Regions from separate parts of the Triticum aestivum genome. Here region 1 is linked to region 2. The links are chromatin contacts, called in public Hi-C maps. All regions are on one chromosome and are shown on one strand. The core of a region is the stretch at or near the end of the contact, and the rest is flanking DNA. Distances in the headings are between cores, read along the strand shown.

Evidence for each region. A called contact is a pair of places that touch in the nucleus more often than the background predicts.
Region 1: a Hi-C map of leaf shows a contact between it and region 2, with 4 times the contacts expected there. The contact joins the promoter of LOC123087482 here to the promoter of LOC123110063 in region 2. A contact is called at or near these places in 2 of 5 Hi-C or Micro-C datasets (both in leaf).

The regions. Positions count from the first base shown.
Region 1 is chr1B:98,567,811-98,573,347 of IWGSC CS RefSeq v2.1, forward strand. It overlaps LOC123087482, which reads left to right and starts at 3,280. Exons shown (of 7, transcript XM_044509501.1): 1 at 3,280-3,447; 2 at 3,771-3,837; 3 at 4,210-4,293; 4 at 4,420-4,515; 5 at 4,611-4,697; 6 at 4,795-4,874; 7 at 4,976-5,419. The coding sequence starts at 3,807. The coding sequence ends at 5,164.
Region 2 is chr1B:98,151,981-98,157,898 of IWGSC CS RefSeq v2.1, forward strand. LOC123110063 reads right to left here and starts at 3,917. Exons shown (of 7, transcript XR_006453141.1): 1 at 3,329-3,917; 2 at 2,522-2,664; 3 at 2,402-2,450; 4 at 1,797-1,924; 5 at 1,652-1,701.

The DNA.
Region 1 (5,537 bases), core at 2,030-4,529, 420 kb after region 2:
CCTCTTCCTCCTCCCGATCCTCGTCGCACTCCTCCGGCACTCCGGCCCTGCTCAGCGTCAAGGCCGAGCCCGCGGCGGAGTCGCCGCTCGGCCGACGCACTCGCAGCGCAGGCATCGTCATCAACGAGGGCGGCCGGCGCGCCTCCTCCTCGTCGGCTCCTCCGCACTTCGTCAAGCCAAAGACGGAGCCGGGGCTGGCGCCGGTGAAGACGGAGCCGGGGCTGGCGCCGGTGACGGAGCCGGGGCTGGTGCCGGTGAAGGCGGAGTTCGCCGACGACGACGCGGCCCTAGAATGGGCGCGGCAGGACTCCATTGCGATGGAGAAGGCGCGCCGGCAGAAGGCGAAGGAGCGCCAGCGCGCCGCCCTGCGCCGCTTCGAGGAGCGCCGACGCGGCCGCGACGAAGACGGGGTCGTCGTCCTATGCGACAGCGACGACGACGACGACACGCCGCCGCCAGTCCACCATGGCGACGTCGGGTCCAGCCGGGGGGTCCACGTCAAGGAGGAGAAGGCCGACGACGACGATGGCGGCGACGACTTCAACCCCTTTCTTTTTTAGATTACCTTAATGTAATGAAAATGCGCGAATTTGGCCGAAATTCGCCATGTTTAGCCGACGACGACGCGGCCCTAGAATGGGCGCGGCAGGACTCCATTGCGATGGAGAAGGCGCGCCGGGAGAAGGCGAAGTAGCGCCAGCGCGCCGCCCTGCGCCGCTTCGAGGAGCGCCGACGCGGCCGCGACGAAGACGGGGTCGTCGTCCTATGCGACAGCGACGACGACGACGACGCGCCGCCGCCAGTCCACCATGGCGACGTCGGGTCCAGCCGGGGGGTCCGCGTCAAGGAGGAGAAGGACGACGACGACGATGGGCGACGACTTCAACCCCTTTCTTTTTTAGATTACCTTAATGTAATGAAAATGCGCGAATTTGACCGAAATTCGCCATGTTTAGCCGAAATTTGACTACTCTTTTATCATAACCTCGCCGAACGTCCTTTTTTAAAAAAAACACTCGCCTGGAGGCGGCCCTAGGGGCCGACGGCTGGGCGACGACTCGCCCCAGGGCCTTTCTTTGCGCCGGCTTACCCCAGGCGACGCTTTTAAACGTCCAGGAAGGGCGAACGGCTGGAGATGCCTGATAGTACTGGCCCGATCGAGCGGCGCGACGAGGGAATCCGCGCACGCAGACGTATGGGCGCTGCCTCCCCCACGCGCGCTGCTCGGGCATCTCTGCTTTGCTGTAGCGGTAGACTGGCCGGCTAGTCCAGGAGGCAACAGAGTAGTAGATTCTCACGGTAATTCCTGCTCCCTTTTTACATTGTAAATAAAAAATAACATGCCAGCTCCATGACCATTTTGGGCAGAATGGCAGCTAGTTTAAGAACCATGCCGTCGTATGGACTGGGTTTTCCCTAAAAAGGTTTGTGGATTGAATTTGTGTCCCGTGTAGCACGGACAGCCAGCCCGTAAAAAAAACCAAACCACCCGGACGCCATAAATTAGCCTCAAACTTTCAGGCTGACTTGCACTCCCTATATCCAACCCATTTTAATGTATGGTGGATATGAGGCGGCCCGAGTACGTCCGCCACGTCGGGCTGATAGTCGGGTTTCACATGTAAACGCCCGGAAACTCATCGATCTGGTGTGCGTCTCCTCAGGTGGGGGTGTGAACGTCATGTGGCGCCCCTCCGGCTCGCTGCCAGAGGGTCAGAGCCTGACTATTTAAGCCATACGGTGTCCCAGGCCTACCCATATCCATTCCCATCCTCTCCGTGTGTCCGGTTTCTCTACAAGAACGGGCTAGGCGCGTCTTTCGGTTTGTAGCAGATCTGCCTCCCTCACCATAGCTGGAAGAGGAGCAGCAGCAGCCGGAGCAGGAGTCGCAACACGTGAAGGAGGAGGAGGCGGCAAGGAGCTGGCTTCACCATGGCGGAGTACGAGGGCATGCCAACTTGAATCATATAGGATTAGTAATGAGTGTTTGATGCCACATGAAAAACGAAGAAATTGTAAATAAAAAAGTTAGCGTGGGTGTTAGATTTTCTATAACATGCAACACAAAAGATTTTTCCTATGAAATCAAATCCTATTAACGAAGGGCCAACATAAAAAAATTACTAACGATTTCAATCCTCTATGAATCCTATAGAATTCCTTTGAATCAAATATGGCCTACTGCCTTGTCTGTCTCTGCGATTATTCAGCTTGCGGCCCCGGCCCACTTGCGAGTACTTCAATCGGGACAACAAAAATAGTCCGCGCGAGCCCCGGCCGCAGGCACGCGAGAGCACGAGGCCACGGCGCCGCCGGTACTCGTCGTAGGAAGGCGAGGTCAGACGTCACCCACTTACATGTGGGCTCGATGCCGAGTTGGCCCCGCGTTTCAGTGAACAATTCCGTGAATGGGTCTCCCCCAGCGTCCCAGAGTATGCTAGATCGAGGAAGAAAAGTCGTCGAGCCCACCTCCACAATTATACTGGACCAAACTAACCTCCGAGAGCCGGGTGTCACTGTGGGCCCGGCTACGCGCGCGCCATGCACGTCTAGCTCGGTGCATGCGGGAGGTTTGGCGGACACGCATCGCATATACGCGTGCACTTTGACTGCATCGCTCTCATGTGTAGGTCGAGTCCTCGGAGTAAAAAATTCTCCTAGTGCACAACTTTTCTCAACACGAACAAAGCTCCTCTTCTTCAACCGAAAAATAAGAACAAACATCATCTCCGATTTACAAAGGGTCGGCAGACCACTATTTCAACGGGCTCGTGACAAACCAGGTCATACATACATACATACATACATACATACATAGAAATAAAACACGTAGACAAACGCTACCTTTTATAAAAGCTATAAATATAAACAAAACGCTACTCGACACATTATTAGCAAGAAAAACGTAACATGAACAGCGCCGTCAACGTTAGCCACTTGTCCGCCACGTGGCCGCTCACCGGACGGCCAGGGGACTCGCCACCCGCGGCCATAAACCATCCTAAACACTCGAAAGCGACCCAAGCCCGCCATAGATGAATGAAATGACCGATGACAATATCTTCACCGTGACGAACCGAGCAATGAGCTTGGGACATGGTCGCCACGTGCGAACCGAGGATAGCAAGCTCGGAACATGGTCGTCACAGGCAAAGCGATGATAATGAGCTTGGGACATGCATGGTCGCCATATGTGAAGCGAGAATAACAAGTTTGAAACGTGGTCGTCGCGGGCAAGGCGATGATAATGAGCTTGGGACATGGTCGCCACGGTTATGTGAGTCTTGTTTGTGGCTGGACTTCTAACTAAAATGCTATCCAATTTTGCAAACCAACATGCATTTGTGTCTACACATGTACTAATTGTTTGTCTTGTTGCTTTACTCATCAGAGGAGTCCCTTAAGGGTGACAAGGTTATTGACATAGGTCAGAAGGTTCTCAATGGTAATTCCTAACCCTTTTGCTTATATCAAAAGAGATATCTGTCAATACTGTAATGCTTTTATGTCGAAATGACTGTTCAGTCCAATGCTTACTAGCATCTCTGTTTATCGTTGTTACATTGTTGCATTATATTTATATAGTCATATGTTGTCTTGGTATTGTAGTGGTGCTGTTCTCTAGTACATTTTGGTAGTACTGTATATCAGTTGTGTTCATCTATGGGGTATTTTGATCATCTTGCACTGAACTAGTTCTGTATCTATTCTTAGAACAGCACATCTAACAATAACCTCTCCCTCTGCAGATGGGGGGGGGGGGGGGGGGGGGGGGGGTCGGCTTCACTGGCACTTTACCAGAGAAGATGGAGGCACCATCTGGTGAGATCACCTCTGGTAATTATCCAAAGTTCCCTTCCCTTCAAGCATCAGATCCGCCTTTTACCTATGCCAGATAATCTCATGATTGTGATTAATTTCTATGTATGTTATCCTAGTAAGTTTTTGTCAGATAAGGTTCTACTATCCTATAGTAATTACCAACCTTTTCTATGACACTTAATATTTTCTATCTGTTGTGTTATGCTGCTCTCTTTACAGTGGTTGCTCCTTTTTTTTATATGATAGTACTCCCTCCCGTTCTTTTTTTTCTGAAGTCAAATTATCTCTACTTTGACCAAATTTAAAGAAATTTCTTATCAATGTTCATAATTACCTCATCTGCTTTTAGGGATCTGGTCTCAGTTCTGTCTACCTCTGCCTTTGCAGACAAGGCGGCCGGCCTCACCAACGGCCTTGTGGATTCATCAGAGACAACGGATGATGTCCACCTCCCTGGGTTCCTCTCAGCAGGTAAACGCATCTCCTTCTTGTCGTTCCCCCTTCCTTCACGGATCTGTTTATTTCTGCTGCTTTTTGTTGTTGGTACATTAGTTGATCTGTGCCTTTAATTGCCTTTGCGTTTTGGATCTTTGGCAGCAATGGTTCAAGGTGTTGGTTCTTACTCCAAAGATCCTGTTAGCACACATTCAACCACAACCCGATCGTCGGTGTATTTTCTTGATGTGGATTGGAGTGAGCGTTTTTCCATATTATATCCGAGTCCTTATGCTGTTACATACTTATTTGATATTCAATTTTTTGGTGGTGGTGGCTTAATTTTTTTGCAGGTGGTTCCTTGAAGTTTTTGTTTGTTGAGAACCCAACTAAGAATTACCCATGGACTGGACATGTTGTTAAACCTTTCAAGCCATTTGGTATTTTTCCTGTTCAACTTTTTAATGTCACTTTTTTTCCAGTGTATGGTATATTTTTGTTGAATTTGGCTTGTCTTGAATTATTTTGTGTCTTCAGATTTAGACGCTATGCACAAGTGTGCTGCTCGGCTTATTATCAATGCCTTTCCTGTTGAGGTTGAGGAGTTCTTGGAAGGTGAGTAAAGTTCATTTTGCTTTATGTGACTGGTGTGCTGTTCATTTATTTCCGAATCTATTTTTTTTTTGTGAAAGTTCACTGTTGATTTCTTTTCCACAGGTATCAAGTAGAGCCAGGCATGATTCGTCCATTTAAGGCTGCGCGGAAGCTAAAGGGACACCATCTCGCCATTCGCCGCCCTACCGCTCGTCGCGCACAGAAGCACCGTGCAAAGATACAGGGGGGTGGCTTTTACGACTCAGGCCCCATTTCCCATGGGAGTTATGGGGCTTATGGCTTTGAGCCATAGGTTACTGTCTGCCCGGTGCTGAGTTCTTAAAACGAAACCCGTCTTATAACTAGACACAAGAACACCTACACACAGTCGGTTGATAAGAAATGTACCTTTAGCTTACACCAGGCCTAGGAACACTTTGCATAGAGGATGATAACTTTCTTGGCTTTAACCAGACCAGGGATCTCTTTGCACATGAGTGGATTTTGTGAATGTTGTTTCAATGAATGCATGATGGAATGAAATGAATGTATGGCATCAGCCTATGTAGATTACTCTCCTTGTGATGTTTGAAAGCGTTGTGTTCATAGATGGGGTTTCTTCGGTGCAGTTCAGATGTGTGATGTGTGTTGGTGTCGATTGCATTCTCTGATTTTTGTGATTCTGC
Region 2 (5,918 bases), core at 2,667-5,166:
CTCGGCAAAAAAGACAAATCAGACCAGAACAGTATATGAACAGTACATATTTTTACAGACCTCCGATTTGTCTTTTTTGCTGAGAGCTGCACAGAAGTCCAAGTGTTTTGAAAATTGGAGCGTACCTCACGCATCAAATTGTCCACCATCCAAATTTTTTTTGGAATTTTTTGAATTTTTCTAGTATTTATTTTGATTTTTTTCGTGCGCGCAGGTGCAGATGAGCTCGGGCTCAGATTCAAATTTTCGATGTAAAAAGGGGAAACAGCTAGGCACGCACTAAGAAACTGACGAACAATATCTGTCCAACTAAATTTCTACACCTGATGAAATCAATATCCTTGTAGAGGGCCCTTTATAATTGGAACAAAGAAACAATTTAAAAAAACAGTGCCCCTCTATTATCACCATAGTCTAGCAGATTAATTTAACACAATTTAGGATGAGTAGCACTATGATATTAAAACTGAACTAATTGTTCTCGCTACTTGTGCTTTCTGATGCCTTGTACATATTCATATATGATACAACAACACTGGCAGCAATTTCTCAAGCGCAAGAACACATATATTTTTCAACTAACAGATTGTATCTAAAGTCCCCCCAAAAGCTGACTTAGAATCTAATCAAATAAGTCAAAAACTCTTTTTTAGACTAAACAAGTAAAATCATGCCTTCTTGTGGCTACAGTTCAGTCTTGGCTAGAATTTAATCTAACAAGCAGAAACCTCATCAGAATTTAATCCAGAAATGAACGACAACAAAACAATTCTAAGCAAAGAGGAGGAAGAGGGGAGCAAAGCTGACAGGAAAGGTTGTCGGGGTGAGCTGAGGGCTTGCTTTCAGAAAAACTCTCCCACAGGCTTGCTCCACACTCACCGTTGCTCTCGACCGCGACCGTAAATTTCTAGGAATATATGTTCCCTCTATATAATTATGCTGGATTTTTGGAGAGATGCATCACATAATATCTTTCAGTTTCAAATCCATGAGTTTGTGTAGATTTCGTTTGTAAAACTTTGTATAGATTAGGTTCTGAACTATCTTTATGAAACCTTTCGTAAGATCTGAAGTCAATCCTGTCAATTGTGTACAGATCCGACGAATAGATGGGCAAGGAAACCAAGTGTTGTCCCGGGAGTGATGGCTCGGATAGCTTGGTAATGATATCAATAAGTAATTATTGTGCAAACAATAACTAATGCAGGTTCCAGGATCTCGTGTGTTGCTGCTGATTACCGAAGGCATAATAGACAAACTCTAATCGATCTAGCTAGTCCAGGCACGACAAGAATGGGCCGCTGCATTGTAAGGTATATGCAAGATTCAGAAACATATGATTTCGTTACTTTTGACTCAGAACTGAACTAAGCTAGGCACCCGAACACCATGAAAGAATCCAGAGGGAAGCATAGCGCAAGTGCGACCCTCGCTGACCACCTAGAGGCACGGTATCAGTAATGCACCAAGATCTGTCTATTCAAGAGGTAAACAAGAACACATCCTCGTTTGATATCATGATATGCAAGCAAATTTCAAGCACACAGGGTTGATATGCAAACAAATATCACACACAGAGGGAGATCGCCCAAACAAGCACATCAGGTCACATCACTTTCAGTAGACCAAAACTGAGCAAGAGAGACCCAACCTTGTTGATAATGACACGGAGGACCCAACAAACAGAGAACATAGATCAGCCTGCAAGAAGAAAGAAAAGAGAGAATGAACAACATGACAGCTCATAGACATTTCATGAAACACGTCAGGAGCATTGTAACGGAAGAACACCTGACCTTCGTATGATAATAATGAGCAGCAGCAGAATGGAAGGATCAGGGGCAAATTGAACGAATGAGAGCAGCCCCGACGATCTAAAGCTTCAGACCACCAATATCATCATAAACCATGTTTGTCGGCATTGCTAAAAAAACAGTAGAATAAGCAAAGAAAATTTCAGTTAACCACCTGGTACACAAAACAAAGGGCATTTAAATCCCCAAACCTGAAGATATGCTACAGGAGCACATGTACATTTGATAAAAACTAATGTACATGTATATGCATGGTTACTAAATATGGCAACAATATATATGGCACAATAATTTTACCCCGTCATTGGAATCTGAAGTCAGTGTGTTTATACACCCAGCTAAAAATCTAGGAAACGCAAAATAAGAATCTGAATGCCCAATAAAAATTAATCTGGCTGGGCAACTCGGCTACTCCGAGCTCCCCCAGATTGAACACTCGCTGGTCGCCCGATTCTGTCTTTTACATCATCTGAGCCGTCTAATTTTCACAATCTATTTTCACTTCGTGGTTATTTTTCCTCTTCTATGACTGGTGGGCTTATTATTGTGCTTGACCTGATTAGTGATTTGAATGATTAGTAATTTACCTGAGAGTATAAGTGTCACAAGTATATTCATTAACTGCCCTTGTACAGCCTGCAAATTGATTATGGAATGAGCTTCTGACGGGAAATAGAAAACAAAAAACACAAAAGAACAGTAGGTACCTGACATAGCTCTAGCATGGTAAACTGTTATGAGTGCTTCCAGTCATCTTTGGTGCTGACTCGTATCTGACCATTGCCCTGCTCATCGAGGTCACTGTTGCACCATGACTCACGGCAAGGCCCATTTGCCAAGTATGCTTCAACTGCCAACAGACAAGCAATTTTGCATAAACCAATTGAGGCCCTTTTCACTAATTAAATCTACAAAACCATTTTGTAAAATCCACTGGAACTATCCGACTATAGGACTGAATCAATGAAACATAACAGCAGGTGCAGAAACCACTCTAGACCTTTTTCACAAACTAAAGGCAGCTATTTATGTTCTAATTAACCCTGGGGCTGCAGCTGCTGTTATGAAAATTACTCTCTTCCTATCAATTTTCAGAAAATGGTTTAGAATGATTTCTGAAAATGGTCCAGAGTGGGTCCTGACTAAATTGATAGGAAGAGAAGGAATGGGGGTGTTCTAGAACTATTGCTACACATATGCCATACATCTAAAAAAAGGAAAAAAGAACACCCTAAATACAAACCTAAAGAAAACAGGATAAAATAACCCGATGTATGAACTGTAAACTGATGAGATTATTAGTAGATATGATGAAATATGTATGTACAGGTCATTAATTAATAGATTATGAATAGCAAGGATTTTGCAAAGAACAGCAAGACCCGTCATCCACGCTGGCCATTCCCATCCACGGGAGGAGAGAGCCAGTGTGTGTGTACTGTGTACGCAGGGATGGGAGGGGCTGGAGGAACAGATGAGAATCAAGGAAAAGGGAAGGGGAGGAGAATCCATACCTTGGTCCTCTGACCGCTGCAACCCGTGGTTGAAGGTGAAGAGGCGGTGGCGCAGGCGTGGTTGGGGGAATTTTTCGGGGCTCTTCGTCCAGCGGCGGTCGTCCAGGTCGAGTTCCTCCTCCGCTTCTTGGCAGTGAGCGCCCGGGGCGCCGTTGAGCTCGTCCTCCCGCGGCTTCTCCCGGCGCTGCTCACCTGCGAGCGCAGCGGCGACGACGGGGCCGGCGGATCTGCGAGCGCCATGGCCATGGCCGTCGCCTGACCCGCTCGCTCTTCCTCTTCTCTTCTCTTCCCTTCCCGTCGCCTGACTCGCTCGCTCTCCCTCTTCTCTTCCCTTCCCTTCCCTTCTGAAAACGGGAGGGGGGAGGTTGCGGGCGAAGGCTGGCCGGAGGAGACGGGCGCGAGTGGCGGCGGCTGGCCGGGCGGAGGAGGTGCGGAGGAGGTGCGGCGGCGGCTGGCCGGGTGGAGGAAACGACGACGGCAGGACAGGGAGGAGGGCGCGGTCTAGCTAGGGTTCGGAGGGAGAGAGAGGAGAGGGGCGCAGGTGCGCAGCGCGAGTGCTAGATGGGGGAGATGGCTTACCTCCATCGGAGCGGCTGCCTTTTATACGCTCGTATGCGAAATGACGAAAATGCCCTCAGCGGGGCACATATTAACAGGCGGTGGCACGATCACTATTCATGGCGTTTATAGGGCGACGTGGATGGCTCGGTTCTGCCTAGCAGTTCTTCAAGGTTTATATGTTTAATTAGTCGCTGCCAGCCCATTAACTTGTGGGCAAACAAAGCCCAAAATGTTGGCCCGTAACCCCTCCCATCCAACTGTCACTCCTCAATGCCTAGGGTTCGACCAAACAGTAGCATATCTTGGTATATTACATAGATGAGAGCATGAGACTATGGTATAGTACATAAAAATCAGATATATATCGGTATGTTCCTATTTTATCTATAGATTCGTGTTCGACCGATTAATCTAGTTAATAGGCCGATTCACCGGTTAATCACTACTACCAAGCCGACCGAGCAGCTACCAGTTACCGATTTCCAGAACAATCTACGTCCAGCCACTTTTCGAATGGACGGCGTGAGGGCTGGAAGGCCTTGTGGACTTGCCCAGCGCCCCCCAAGGTGTTGAGTTTTGCATGGTGCCTAGCAAACAACTCCCTTGCAACTTGGTGTAACAAAAAGAGACGGAGGCTGGAAGTCAATTCCTTGTGCCAGATCTGTGGTTTCGATGATAAAGACTCCTTCCACACGTTCTGTACGTGCACAAATGCAAGAACTTTATGGCGTACCATGGCTGTTGTATGGACGCTACCTGAAGCATCGAGTATCAAACCAACTGGGTCAAATTGGTTCATCCAATTTATCTGTGAAATTGATGAGGCTATAAGGGTGCGACTGCTGATGTTATTTTGGAGAATCTGGCACGTAAGAAACGAACTCATTCACTCCAAGCCCGCCCCTAGTGGATGTCTCAATCATGTTTTTGTCAAACTATCTATCATCTTTGCAATCTATAGCAATTCATTCAGATGATGACCTTCTAAAATGAAGGGCTCCAGTTCAGTTTTGCTACCCCCTTACATCACACACATGCAATATTGCCTCCACTGCTTTAGTCCCATGGACTCCCCCGGCGATTGGACGTGTCAAACTCAACACAGATGGTTCCATTTTGGACGGTGTTGGCGGTATGATACGTCTCCAATGTATATATAACTTATAAAGTATTCATGCCATATTTACCTAAGTTCTACATGGTTTTGGTGCACTTTTATATGATTTTGATAGACTAACCTATTGACCTAGTGCCCAGTGCTTGTTCTTGTTTTTTGGCTATTTTTTGTTTCGCAGAAAATCCATACCAAACGAAGGCAAAATGCCAGTAAAATTCGAGGAAGGATTAGAAGATCCACGAGGGACTCACGAGCTCACCCCATGTGCCCTAGGGTTAGGACATGCCCTCTAAGCTCATGGGTCCCACGTAACTCCAATTGGTGTGAAACCAACGCTGGAAATTCTTATAAATTGGGAAACCCCCAGAAAGAAACCTAGAACTTCCACGCCGCCATCACAAGCCTTTGTTCTGAAGCAATCTCAAATGGAGGCCTTTTCCGACACCTTAACAGAGACGGAAATCATCACTGGAGGCCATGTTCATCATCCTGGCGGTGTCCATGATAAGGAGGGAGTAGTTCACAATCGGGGCTCAGGGTATGTACCAGTAGCGATGTGTTTGATCTCTCTCTCCCTCTCTCTCTCTCATGTTCTTGATTTGGAACGATCTTGATGTACCATGGGCTTTGTTAATATAGATGAATCATATGATGTTCTTCCCTTCTATCTTGTTGAGATGAGTCTTTCCCATTGAGGTTTCATTATTATCTGATTGAATCTTTTGGATTTGAGAACACTTGATGTATGTCTTGCATGCGGATACCCCTGGTGACATGGGGTATTCTATTGAGTCACTTGATATGTGTTTTGGTAATCAACCCGCGGACTCCCGTGGTGACTGATGTCTACTACGCAACCTTCTTCTTGTAGACGTTGTTGGGTCTCCAAGTGCAGAGGTTTGTAGGACAGTA